3 separate regions of the Mus musculus genome follow, and all the other regions are linked to region 2. The links are chromatin contacts, called in public ChIA-PET and HiChIP or PLAC-seq maps. All regions are on one chromosome and are shown on one strand. Each heading gives the region's core, a stretch centred on a gene start, on an enhancer-like site or on the middle of the called end of the contact. The rest is flanking DNA. Distances are from core to core; before and after follow the strand shown.

Region 1 (3,941 bases), core at 759-3,258, 420 kb after region 2:
CACTAAGTCCCTGGCCCACCCTATCACCCCTCTTGGTGATCCTTAGCAGATCCACAGGCAGCTCAGAGAGAGGCACGTGCTAGGGCCTGAGGTCCCTGCTGGATCTCTTGTATATGTGTGGGGAAGCCACTCCACTATTGTCTGCTAAAGCTAAATGAGGGAGACACATGTCTATGTCCCATTCCTTACCAAGTCATTTCTCTGCCTCTCTTGTGTTTGGATTAAAGACATACTCAGTTAGCTGAGTATAGTGGTACATGACTTCAATGCCAGCACTTGGGAGGCAGAGGCAGGTAGATCCTTGTGGGTTTCTGTAGACTAGCCTGGTCTACAGAACAAGTTCCAGGACAGCCAGGGCTACGTAGTGAAACCTTGTCTCCCCTGACTCCAAACCAGGACAGTAAGTATTCATTTTTATGGTTGCAGTGTTTGTGAATCCAGTGTATAATAATCAAACAAAGACAATAACATTTCTATCCCCTTAGATCCTGACCTGTTTGTTATGTGTAGAACATTTAAAGACCTCTCATGTGCTGATTTTGAGATCTACAATATTATTGTTAACTATGTTCATCCAATTGCACACAAAAACAGTGTTGTTGTGTGTCATATTTTGTGGGGGAGTACATGCAGTCTCACATGTGTACATATGTGCATGTGTGTGCATGTGTATGTGTGTGCATGTGTATGTGATATATAGAGAGGGGGAGGGGGAAGGAGAGGAAGAGAGTGCATGTAACCAGCAGTCAAGGTCAAGTGTCCTCCGTATTGCCCAGTACCTGATTTCACTGAACTTGGAGTTCACCACGTGCCTAAAGTCACTCGGCTCCAGGCATCCTCCTGGCTCCACGTCTCTGTGCTGGGATTACAGGTGCACACTCACAGCACATGGCGTTTTACCTGTGTGCTGGAGTTTGAACTCAGGTCCTACTGCTTACACATGTGCCTTCCGACCTAGCCATCTCCCCATCCATCCCCTTGCCACGTGTTGTTTGAGTATTGTAGGTGTATGCATTTCTATGCAAAGCGCACAGCATTGGATGTTGAAAAAAATGAGCAACTTGAGGCTCAGAGAGGCAGAGCAACTTACCCGGCTCACACAGCCTCTACTTGCTGTACTTTTGCCAGATCCCCATCCCTGAGCCTAGAGGTGAAATCCCTGCTCCTTAGCCAGCATCCGTTCTTCACAAGCTACCCAGGCCATTACTGAAGTGTGAACGTTAGGAAAGAAGGCTTTGCCAGCCAGCCATGGCATGTCACCACCCTGATATACTGAAGAGGGTCATTTTCACCTCTGCCGTGTAACATTGGGTATACATTTTTCTCTTTCTGCCCCTGTGGTCCATATCTATAAAATGTGTTCAGTACCCTCCTTCTAGGGATGTGAGATACTAGTTCATTTTTTCAACCCTCTAAGTAATTTCTCTGTAAGTGATTTGCGGATTCCCAGCTCAGGACATTCCACCCCCTTTGAACCACTGCCCGAGCTCACTTTTGCATTAATATCTGACCACCCTGCCCTGCAGACCTATCCACAGAGGGATATTAAATGCACCATGCCGTTTTCTACGAAGCAGCTCTACAGCACACTCAACTCCCCACCTTGAATGTGGTTGCTACTGGGTTTCAGAAGCAATGAGAGGATCCCTAAAAAGGAAAGAGTGGGGAGGCAATGGATGGTCAGACACAAAAACAAGTGTGGATGTGTTTTTGACTGCAGGTGCAGTGCAGCCTGGGGTGGGGGCAGTAGCTGGAACAGCTAGTAGCTAACAAGGGATCGCCCCCTGCAGGGAGAAGGTGCTGGACCCCAGCATGGTGGCTAGTGGGACTTGCAGGCTCCTGGTTCCCTGATCTCAGGGCTGCCTCCACTTTGCAGCCTCTGTCCCTGAGCCTGGCTCCTGCCAACGTTTATCCACAGCAGCCTCACAGCCACTGCAGAGCAAACAAAGGCAGAGGTGCTCCTGTAGACAGCGCACCACGGCTGGGAAACAGGGGCTGTCTGTACCTTTCGATGCTGTCACCCCATTAATCTTGTACCTCTGCAGCCCTTCTGAAGAGCACACTCAGAGTGGCCCATTCATTACAGCTCTAATAACAGCGGCGGGCATGAAAGTGCCAGGCTGTGGAGGAGCCGGCCTCTGTAGCTGCACAAAGCCAATACTTTTTAAATACATTTACACAGCAATAAATAAAAGCGGTCTCAGTTTACCTCGGTATTAAACTCTATTTGCGCGTCAGAGTTAAGGGCCGCATTTGTGTCTTGCTATTCAAATTTATTCGTGTGCAGCTCTGAGCCCGACTGCATTTATTTCATCGTGTAGTAATGGTGGCTGAAGCTTAAGGGGCCTTTCATCACCAGGCTGCCCTCATTAAGGGCTCTGCTCCAGGCTCCTGGGCTCAATTCGGCCACCGTGAAGACCACCCCCATTAACCAGAGGGAAGGACAAGGCAAAGAACTGATAGGGCTTCATTAGCCTCCCCTGGCAGCTGGCTGGCCAGGAGCCAGGGACTAGTAAGGTCCCTGTCCCCCAAACTCTGCCACAGAGATGATTCCCTAAAGGGTTAGATGTATCTTCCACCCACCCTTCCTCCACGTACAATATTGAGTCCCAGGGGCATCGCTAGAGCAGGTGGGGCTCTGGCACGGCAAAGATCCATTCAAGATCATTCTGACCTTGGATGGCTTGTTTCAAGGCTGGTCAGTTTGGGAGCATGTTCACCATTGGAAGCAGTTCAATGCAACCGCTGTGGACAATTCCTTCCCTCCACAGGCAGCTCAGAGTTCAACGGGCCCCTCTGCTTTCCTTCAGAGGCTCTGGGACGAGGAAAAAGAACACCATCGATGTTCAAGCTTGGCGGGCAATAAATCTCTTGCCTGTAGCTTGTGGAAACACTGTCCAGAGGCCTTCTGATATTAGGAACCCAAAGCTCCAGAACTTCAAATCCTCGAACATTGTCCTTGGGTTGAGGCCAAGGCAAGTAGGCACATGGTACCTGCTGGCCATGGCCGGAGGACTTTCCGGGATGGGGTGGGGCTCTGTGTAGATAATAAAGACAAGGTTTGCATTTGTCGGTAGAGGAGGAATGCATGCGCCTGTGGAGGTCAGAGGTCAACTCACAACATCACTTGTACAGGAGCCCTCTACCTTGTTCCTTTGAAACAGTCTCTCCCTTGTACTTGAAGCTCTATGCTTTCAGCTATGCCGATTGACCATGGAGCCCCAGGGACCAGCTTGTCTCTCCCTCCCCAATGTTGGAATTACAAGGTCATGCCACCATAACCTTTTCACATGAGTGCTAAGGGATCCAAATTCAGGTCCTCGTGCTTGTGCAACAAGTACTTTATTGACCGTAGGGATTTGTGACATCAACGGAAGAGCCTCAAGAAGGTGTCATGAGAATACCTGGATCCCCTTACATGTGTCAAATGGTGGCATCTTATTTCCAAGCAAAATCTAGCTCTTGGTGACCTGTTCTCAAATTCACCTGGGGTGATCTTTTTACCTTGTTTCATTTGTCCTGAGTCTAGGAGACATACTAGGAAGATATTGCCTCCCCTGGAACAGCCCAGTGCCAAGGAAACAGAAAGTCTCTCCCTACAATAGGAAAGCGGAGGCCATACAGCTGGTCAGTTTTGCAGTTGAGAAACTCTAGTCTGGCTCTTTATCCCTATGTGGCAGAAACAGCATCAGTAATTATAGGGCCACAGCTGGACCCTAGACCTCTGAGGCAATCTTGTGGGAGGAATTGACGGCCCCTCTATATGTTTATGGGGTCGTAGGATCCCCAAGGTCCTTCAGCTGGCAATAGCTCCAGATTTTATGAGATGTGGTAGTCTTTCTTCCAAGATTTTCTATGCATCCGGTTCCTACCCTTTTCCATGGATCTCCTTCACATTCCGGGCACAGGGCATGAAGAATGCTAGGTACCCGCAGGTGAGG
Region 2 (4,330 bases), core at 510-3,009:
CATCTTGCCTTCTGCTAGCTCTGGGCATGCCTTTCCTTCCGGAAGGGAAACTGAGGCCTGAGCAGGGGTGGCCTGGCCAGCAGGCAGGGCTGTCTAAATGGAGTGGAGACACACTGGGGCCTCATGGCTCACAGTGGCCACCCTACCAGTCTCCCCAGTCTTCTCCCAGGCAGGAAGCCAAAAGGACTCCTGCAGAGCCTGGCCTGCCTCTCCCATAAGTCAATCACCTGGGAGGCCAGTGGCCCTCTGCCTCGCCAGGCTGACAGATGACGGGGAGGGAGAGGAAGCTTGCCAGGCAGCCAGTGGGGGTGGGAAGGCCAAGGTGGAAAAAATCAGAGCAGGGTTTGAAAGATGAAGAAATAAACCTGCCAGGAGGGAGACAGCCTCAATCTGTCCTCCATAAAGCTGTCTCAGGGCCACCAAGGACGTCGGCGGATGGAGGGGACCGGAGATAGCTCCTCCTGGAACCTCTGCTGCCCCCACAGCCCAGCTGGCCTCCAGATCTGACTTGGTGAGGGTTCCAAAGAGGGACCTGGCTGGGTTTCTGGGGCATAGCGGGTGACAGGAGGGGAAGGTGGGGGCCTGAGGCCTTTTTTATTTTTTTTTGGCTTTCCTAACCATTTGCACACAGATACAGAAGGCACTCGATACTGACATCTGGACCAAGTGAATGGAGGAAGGCATTGTCATGTTTGCAGTTAACAGAAAGAGCTTGGGCACAGCTGAGTTGGCTTCAGGGTGAACCACAGGCAACCTATGTCAAACTACAAAACTGAGCCTCTTGGTACCTAGCTCCCAGGCCCATGTAAATCCACCTTCTCTAGAAGCTTCCTTGTAGGGTGGGCACCTCCTCATGGCATCCTTGGTAGCACCCATCCTAGCAAGTGTGGGCAGGAGAAAACTAACTGTCACGTACTCTCATTCTCTCCTTGGGGCCATGAAGAACCCTGGTTTTTAAAAACAGTGACCCTCAAAATCTGCTCATGACGTACGATCAACAGATGAAAGGATCTTAGGAAGTGACAAGGCGGGGTAGGGGGTGGGGGGGAGGCGGGGAGCCCAGTGCAAGGCAAGAAGGAACCCTTGGGCAGAGTCAGGGCAGTTCTGTTTTTCTCCTTCCACTTCTGTGACTGTCAGGCTGGCCACAAGTAACACGCGTTACTAAGGAAAACAGGACATTATTAAAATCGGCAACGAAGATGTGGCTCCCACTAAATGCTGCTGCCTTCCTGAGTTTATGGCACAAACTCAAAGAAACCCAGGTTGCATCAGACAGTGAACACCACTCAGAATCTTTCTCTGAGACCCGCAGTCCCAGAAGAAGACTGTGTCAGCCTTGTCTTTACTGTGTGACACTGGTCATGCTCTGTCCTTCTCTGTGTGCCGATGTGCTTCCTGAACTTGCCTTCTCACTTCACAGGCTGTGCATGAAGACAAAGGGGTCTTGACAGATTATATCTAAAGTGCAAGTAAGGCTCAGAGAGCTTCTTCTATGAGTGGGCCACTGTCGGGCTGGAGGGCAGCTGAGGTACTTCTCAGGCAGGGTGGAGGAGTCTGGCCCTGACTCAGGAGGCTGGGGACCAGCTGAAGAGCCACTGTTTACAGTGGAAACAGCCTTGGAGCAGGCTCACTTTTCCACTGTTTTTGTGGCACTGCTTTGGGGGGTGGGGTGGGGTGGGGGTGGTGCAGGGCTTCCTGAGAGCGGGCCAGCTTACCAAGGCCGCATGGAGCCCAGCCCCGTGTCGGCCTCCAGCAGGAAACACATGTTTTCATTTCACAGGTCCTGCTAGGCAGTGTGTGCAGGCTGGGCTGCACGGAGACTCAGGATGTCACTCCTCCAGCAGCTTCAGCCACAGGTACCCATCATATTTCACGCTGCGAGCAGCTGAGCACCCAGGAGCACTCTGCAGACCACAACCCAGGCTGGCAAATTTCCAACCCAGTGGAACTGTTCTAGGCCCAGGGTGGCAGCAATGCCAGTGGACCACTGCACACTTATAACGGGCCAGCCAGGGCGGCAGCCTCAACGTCTAGGGGTAAAAGAAGGATTTCACTGTCTCTTGCTCTGATCCTGGTGAGCTGTTCCGGGTTTCATGCATCGTCTTTGGCTTGAGGTCAGAGACATGCAGGAAGAGATCTCCCTCGGGAGAACAGGTGCAGACTGGAGCTGTGGCGGATAGAGGCCAGAGCTATGCATTTACTCTAAGGGCTCTGGGCCTTTCTAGACAAACACTTCTCAACTCCAGGCCTTGGTTTCCCCCCAAGGCAGGAGACACTCAATGGCTGCATCCTCAGAGTCCCTGGCCCTTAACATCTCCATTTGGCTTGTTCAATGAGCTCTTTACCACCCTAGCATCCCATCTCTGATGAACAGTTTGAACATGCTAGTCCCCACCCGTACTAGACTTCCATTTTAAAGGCTGGGCTTGCAAGAGGGCAACTATTCTGTAGAAGGGGTTCCCAACATGAATATCCCCTCCATGGAAACTGAGAAGAAATAGCCTTGTGTTCTTCTACTAACTCAACGTTCACTGGCTCCCCACTGCCCATCAAACAAAGGTGTGCCCACAGGGCTTTGTCCTGTGACAGGCCTCCTAGGAGTCTCTCTGGAGCTCTACCTGAGTGCTCAGCTATGGGACTAGCTTTGGCTTTCTTCCTGATGTCTCATGTTCTATCCAGTTCAGCATGGCTTCTCCCTGTGCCTCTCATAGGAGCTGTGGGTCTCAGGCAGCCCTACAGAAGACTCTCTTTGGTTCTGCAGCTACAGTAAACTGGGTACATTGACTACCTTAGAGGATGCTAAGAAGGCTCCTACCTGGGTGTCCTGTGCCACAGCTGACAGCATGGGATATGCTGGCCATTTTGGTATTCCTGGATAAGGCTAGCTCCCACTGGATGGCAAGGATCCATCCTCCCTCTTTATTACTCTACACACTTTCTTCCTGGACTTACCCCGACTAGTCAGAAAATAAGATGAGCCGAGCCCAGGTGCTTTGCAGATAGCATTGCTGTGGCTCTCCAAGCAGCTCCCTGTCTTATGGGAACTAACAGGGAGCCAGCCCTATCCCTGTAAAGATGCAGGTGGCTCCCTATGCCCATGGTTGAGGCTGGGGCTCAGGCCTGAAAGTCAGGTGGGGCCAGTTCACATTCTGGCTCTGCCTTCCACTGGGTGTGTGGCCATGGGTGGAGTGCTTAGCGTAGCCATCAGTGCCTTAGTTTACAAACAATTTGTGGTTGGTGTTAAGTCCCGCCCCCCTCCCCAAGCAGAGTCTTACTATTTAGTCGGAGTTAGCTTCAAACTTGAGGTAATCCTCCTTTGGCGCAGTCGGAGTTAGCTTCAAACTTGAGGTAATCCTCCTTTGGCGCCGGCAATGCTCTGAACTGTAGGCGAGTACCCCCACGCCAGGGTTAAAACAAACATCTAGGAAGTTTAAGTTAGATGGCGTACACAAAGAAATGAGAGCAAGTACTAACCAATACAGCTACCATTAAGGCTCTCCTGACACACAGCGCATAGTCTCAAGCAGTCATGTGCACCCCACACGGTGACACCTTGACTGACTGCTAAATTTGGGTTCAGTGGCCTTGGGCAAGTCACTTGCGCTCACCATTTAGCCATCAAAGTAGATTCTTAAAATTCTTCCTCAGTCCCCTCCTATGCCTCTGGTTACCTCAGTGCCAGAGCTAGCAGGGTGTCCTCCGTTCCTGCAGCCCTCTAACCTATTTTCACAGGGGCCACGCCCTATGCCTTCACAGCTTGGAGGCCTCTGAGGAAGGATGCCCGGGCACTGGTCAGTGCATTCTGGGGCAGAGCCGGGAGATCTGGGAAACTCACATAGTTCAGTGTCAGACGATGCCTCTCCCTGGAGCTCTGTGTTCATTTAAACACCCGAATTATCACACGGCCCACAGCTCAAGGCTGGAGATCGCTTGCTTCCTTTCTGTTATAAAGGGCTTGCTTCCAGGAAGAGACATTCTCTAACTACAGGTAGGCAGCGCTGTACCTAGTTGGGGTTAAGTCCAGGAAGAAAGTATGTAAAGAGTAATAAAGGGGCCTGATTGAGGGATTGATTGATTGATGTATTGATGGGCAGGGTCTCATGTAGCCAAGGCTAGCCTCTAACCCGTATACCAAATAATGGATAATGATACAAGTTTTTAAGAGCCTGTGTCTTATTCAGATTTGTGTCCACAAAGCTGCTTGAGGGTCCTGCACTACATTTCAGCATGGGATGAGTTTACCTCAGAGTTACACAGCGTAGCTCAGTTTCCTCACCTGTAAACCAGGGGTAACTCCAATCCTCACCTGCCAGGGGGCTGTCGGAAAAGG
Region 3 (4,092 bases), core at 535-3,034, 390 kb after region 2:
TCTTACAATTATTTCCCCCATCTGTGGATCATATTTTCATATACTCAATGGTCCTGAGAAGGGCAAAGGCATCTTATTTTGATCAAATCCAGTCTAACAATTTCCGTTCTCACAGAACTTTCTGTGTAAATACATTTGAATAGGATTACAAAGGTACAATTATGCTTTCTCTTACTATTTTTAACTGCATATGTCAATTGTCTTTGAACTTAATGTTCCCAGACTACATTTTGCCTAATCATACTTCATTATTCTTTTAACACCCTTCTGAAATCTGATACATATACATATTTATTTAGAATTTTTACATATAAATTCCCTAGTAATGTTACTTTATGGATTTTTTTTTTTAGTTTTTGTATATTGTATTTGTCAGGCATAGTTATTAAAGCTATTCCAACTTGGGGCAAGGGAGATGACTCAGAAGGTAAAATGCTTACTGCGTAGGCATGAGCCCGGGTTGAGCTACCTAGCACTCAATGTATGATATAAGTGGTGGGTTACATCTATAACTACAGCCTAGCCCTGGGAAGGCAGAGACAGGAGGGTCCCAGGGTTTCACTAACCAGCCAGTCTAGCTAAAACAGCACACTGTAAGTTCAATGAAGAGACTGTGTCTCAGTAAACATGGTAGCAGGGTGGGGTGGGGCTGGAGAGGTGGCTTGGTGGGTAAGAGCATTTATTGCTTTTGCAGAGGACCTGGATTTGGTTCCCAGAACCCACATGGTGACTCACAACCATCTGTAAATTCAGTTCCAAGACCAAAGCCATCATCTGGCCTCCAGAGTCTACAGTATAGCGCTGTGCACGTGCACACACACACACACACATACACACACACACACACACGAGCATGCATACACACACACACAAATGAAAAATATTCCAACTAATAAAAATGAATTGGATATCATTTTTAGACACCCTAGAAAAGTGTATAGACATTGGAAACAGTTTAATCTCTTGAAATTATTTTAAAAAATCTTTTGACAAACCATTCTACAAAGCTATTTAAGCCTTTTTTTTCCTTAGTGAAAAAAATGTTTAGCAATACAATCCTTTAAATTTTCCCTCCAAGTTCTTTGGGGTTTCATCTGATGAAATGTCTACCTTTCTAGGTAATTTTAGCAATTTAGGTTTTTGACTAAAATGCTGTTTCACTTTATGCCAACATCTTCCATACTGCCATGCCTGGGATCTCACCTCAGGGCTACAGGGTGCTTCACGTCACACCGATGCATACCTTCTCTTTGCTATCAGCATCCTGAGTATTCTCTTCTAGCTCTCACATTTCTCAGGTGGACCAGCTGGCAGACTCCCTGGTCTATAGGTTGCCATGCCCTATGCTCCCTAGGCCCCACCCTGGTCTTGATGATTTCTTTTAGTTTCTAAGAAACGTTGGTTAACCGAAAAAAAAAAAGTAAAATATCAGTTTTCTCGAGAAAGCACAACAGACATTTCAGGGAGGTTCCACAGAGGAAGATGCTGAGTTTCAGAGAAATTCGGAAGGATGTGGTGGAGCCGAGGTTGGATGCCAGACAAACACATCTTGCAGATCACACTTCACGCTTGAGTGGTGATGAAATTGCTAGGCTGAAAACCACTGATCCACTCAAACACTGGGAGACAATATTCTTGAAAAACATGGCCCCCCTCAAACACTAGGAGACAATACTCCTTAACTCTTGGGGTGCAAGCAAGCTCAAAGCCTGCTCCTTGGGTGTTGAGCCCAATGATGACCCCGACCTTCCTTTGTAGGGCTGTGGGTGTGATACCCACATCCTCCAGTGGAGAATGCCCACATGGGGCTTCAGAGCCTTCCTAGCTGTGAAGGGTTTGATGTGAGTGTCGGGTGAGTGTGTGCATAAAAAGAAGGCAGTAGACCAAGCTGTGTCAGCACAGCCAGGATAAAAGAGGTTGGACCAGTGTCTGGCAATATCCAAGGACATGGTCTCCAAAAGATGCTCTCAGGAACAGAGAGTGCTACCTAACTCTACCATGGCCTATGCCCCTCTGCCTCCAAAGCTTCCTCCATTAAACATGGACTTTAGTTCAAAGATCAAGTACAATATAAACAATCTGGTGGTTGTGGGATCCTGTCTGCCACCCTGAATTAATATACAGTCATATTGAGCTTATAAAGGGTACAGAAGGGCAGCCTATGCTTCACAGTCAGAGACTTTTCCAAGCTTCAGTTCTGCTTCTTCCAGGAAGCCCTCAAATGTCTCCATGCAGGGCTGATGTGATGCCTTGGCCTCCCCGGGCCTCTTTGGTTTCAACTCTCAGTGACCTCCCTCAGGCTCGGTCTTATGATCATTTATTTATTATTCCATTTAAGGAAGCATCTGGGAAGCAGAGAAAGGGGCTGGGACATGAATGTCTGTGCCCAGCTCTCTCCTCCCCACTTTTATTCTAGAATGTGGAATGGTGCTATGAATGGGCTGCAGCAGTGTACAAGTCAGACAAGATGTCCCTGTAGATCATAAATGGCTCTGATATGCAGTGATGGGTCCTTTTGAGAAGACAGGAGGCAAAGGGGAAGGACTTGAGGGAAAAGATCAGTGAGGAGATCAGCTAAGGTGAACCAGGGGAGGGATGAACAGAAAGAGGGATGGACAAGGTGCCAAGGTTGACACGCAGCACAGTTATTCTCTGGTGTCTCTTAGCACCTTGTTCGTCTCTCCATGTAACCATGTAATCCTGTCATCACTAAGACCGGCCAGGTGCCCCACCCAGCTTGAGAGTGAAGGCTCTTTGTCAAAGCACAATAACCCAACAGAGTTACCTCCAAGCCATGAGTATTGCCCTGGGTATATTAGTCACCTATTTGTCACTGTGACCAAAATGTTGGTACAGCTATTTTAGTGTGTGTGTGTGTGTGTGTGTGTGTGTGTGTGTGTGTGTGTTTGCTGTATTTTTGGCTAAGGTTTCAGAGGGTTCTCTCCATCATGATGGGAGAGTGTGGAGATGTAGAACAGCTCACATCATGGGGGCTAAGAACAAAGAGAATCTCTGTACTTGGAGCTCCCATCTCTCCCTCTCTATCCCATAAGGAGTGGTATGGTCCGAATTCCAGTGGATCTTACCTATAGCCAGTTAATCCTTTCTGAAAATATCTTCAGACATCCCAAAGGTCTGTTTCTGTGTTCTAGGAGTCTCTAACTGTAGCCAGATTGACAATGGAGGTAAACCACTGTAGCCTGTCTTTAACCTAGACCACAGTTACCGATCAGGAGGGTTGCTCAGCATCTGTCTAGTTGGGTCAGCCAAGTGGGGAGACTATTCTAAGCCTATTTGCTGTGTGGCAATCCCAGATGCTCTTCTGCCCCACAAGGACAGCTATGCTTGGCTTCTGGATCCCAGATCCCCTCAAAGCTCATGGGACAGGTAAGTGTGCATGTGCTTAGCCAGCCTGTGAGAGCCCACAGATGAACAGATGAGGAGAGCCATATTCTTTCTATCTTCTCCAGCACAGTGTATTGAACTGGGGCTTTAGCCCACAACCCTTGGGGGATTGTGACAAACACTGACTTAGTAATAGTCTCCTCCTTCTTTCTCAGAGAGGAAAAGCAAGGCTCTGGGGTGTTCTGGGAGGGCATAACTGATGTGCCTCGACTTTGGATGTCTTCCTGGGTGACAGAAACAGAATGTGAAGATGCAATCTTGAACAGGACAGGAACTCTACTCTTACCTTGGTGCTCTTACTGAGCAGGTCCCTGTGGTCACTAAGAAGATGATGACTTTGTGGTTTGCCACCAATGAATGTATTCTGTCTGGAGGATTGGAGCAGACATCACAGTTGGATGGTAGCACATGTCCTTGGAAGGAGGAATTGAGTTCTGTATAATCAAAAAAGGCAATGGGGATTACTCTCCTCTCCTAAGGAAAGCCGTGGGTGAGTATTCAATCTGAAATGTGGACGTGTGACATTACTACCTTTGCTATGAGTTAGTCTACGGTTATGACAAGTGCCGAGTCCATACTTTCCACTGATTCCATTCACTTTCCGTAAGAGTGAACATTTCAGAGGCAAGAAGGAGGTGATCCTTCCCCTCCACGCTGGTCATTGCTGGAAAGACGGGCTCACCCATG

The links. HiChIP or PLAC-seq counts read pairs in DNA pulled down with a chosen protein or histone mark. ChIA-PET counts read pairs in DNA pulled down with a chosen protein or histone mark.
Region 1: a RAD21 HiChIP or PLAC-seq map of pro-B cells shows a contact between it and region 2, with 4 times the contacts expected there. The contact joins two enhancer-like sites. A contact is called at or near these places in 5 of 39 promoter capture datasets (embryonic stem cells, liver, pre-B cells and 2 more), 2 of 15 datasets of contacts at CTCF or cohesin (large pre-B cells and pro-B cells), 13 of 484 Hi-C or Micro-C datasets (B cells, ECoMG-derived neutrophils, astrocytes and 9 more), 8 of 115 datasets of contacts at active chromatin or transcription factors (astrocytes, effector CD8 T cells, embryonic basal ganglia and 4 more) and 1 of 9 other capture datasets (embryonic stem cells).
Region 3: an RNA polymerase II ChIA-PET map of memory CD8 T cells shows a contact between it and region 2, with 48 read pairs. The contact joins two enhancer-like sites. A contact is called at or near these places in 1 of 484 Hi-C or Micro-C datasets (pro-B cells), 7 of 115 datasets of contacts at active chromatin or transcription factors (the 230-238 cell line, effector CD8 T cells, extraembryonic endoderm stem cells and 4 more) and 1 of 9 other capture datasets (embryonic stem cells).

What each region holds. Positions count from the first base shown.
Region 1 is chr14:25,122,173-25,126,113 of GRCm38.p6, reverse strand. No RefSeq gene overlaps it. Among named protein-coding and RNA genes, the nearest start is that of Gm32224, 3.9 kb to the left of the region's middle. Within about 2 kb of position 2,008, at least 20 of the 459 cell types and tissues checked have an H3K27ac peak or open chromatin away from gene starts, as enhancers often do. A contact at or near this core is called in pro-B cells, where this site is marked.
Region 2 is chr14:25,544,855-25,549,184 of GRCm38.p6, reverse strand. All of the region lies in intron 3 of Zmiz1 (zinc finger, MIZ-type containing 1), which reads right to left. Among named protein-coding and RNA genes, the nearest start is that of Mir3075, 13 kb to the right of the region's middle. Within about 2 kb of position 1,759, at least 73 of the 459 cell types and tissues checked have an H3K27ac peak or open chromatin away from gene starts, as enhancers often do. A contact at or near this core is called in the 230-238 cell line, effector CD8 T cells, memory CD8 T cells and 1 more, where this site is marked.
Region 3 is chr14:25,159,568-25,163,659 of GRCm38.p6, reverse strand. No RefSeq gene overlaps it. Among named protein-coding and RNA genes, the nearest start is that of 4930572O13Rik, 18 kb to the right of the region's middle. Within about 2 kb of position 1,784, at least 27 of the 459 cell types and tissues checked have an H3K27ac peak or open chromatin away from gene starts, as enhancers often do. A contact at or near this core is called in the 230-238 cell line, effector CD8 T cells, memory CD8 T cells and 1 more, where this site is marked.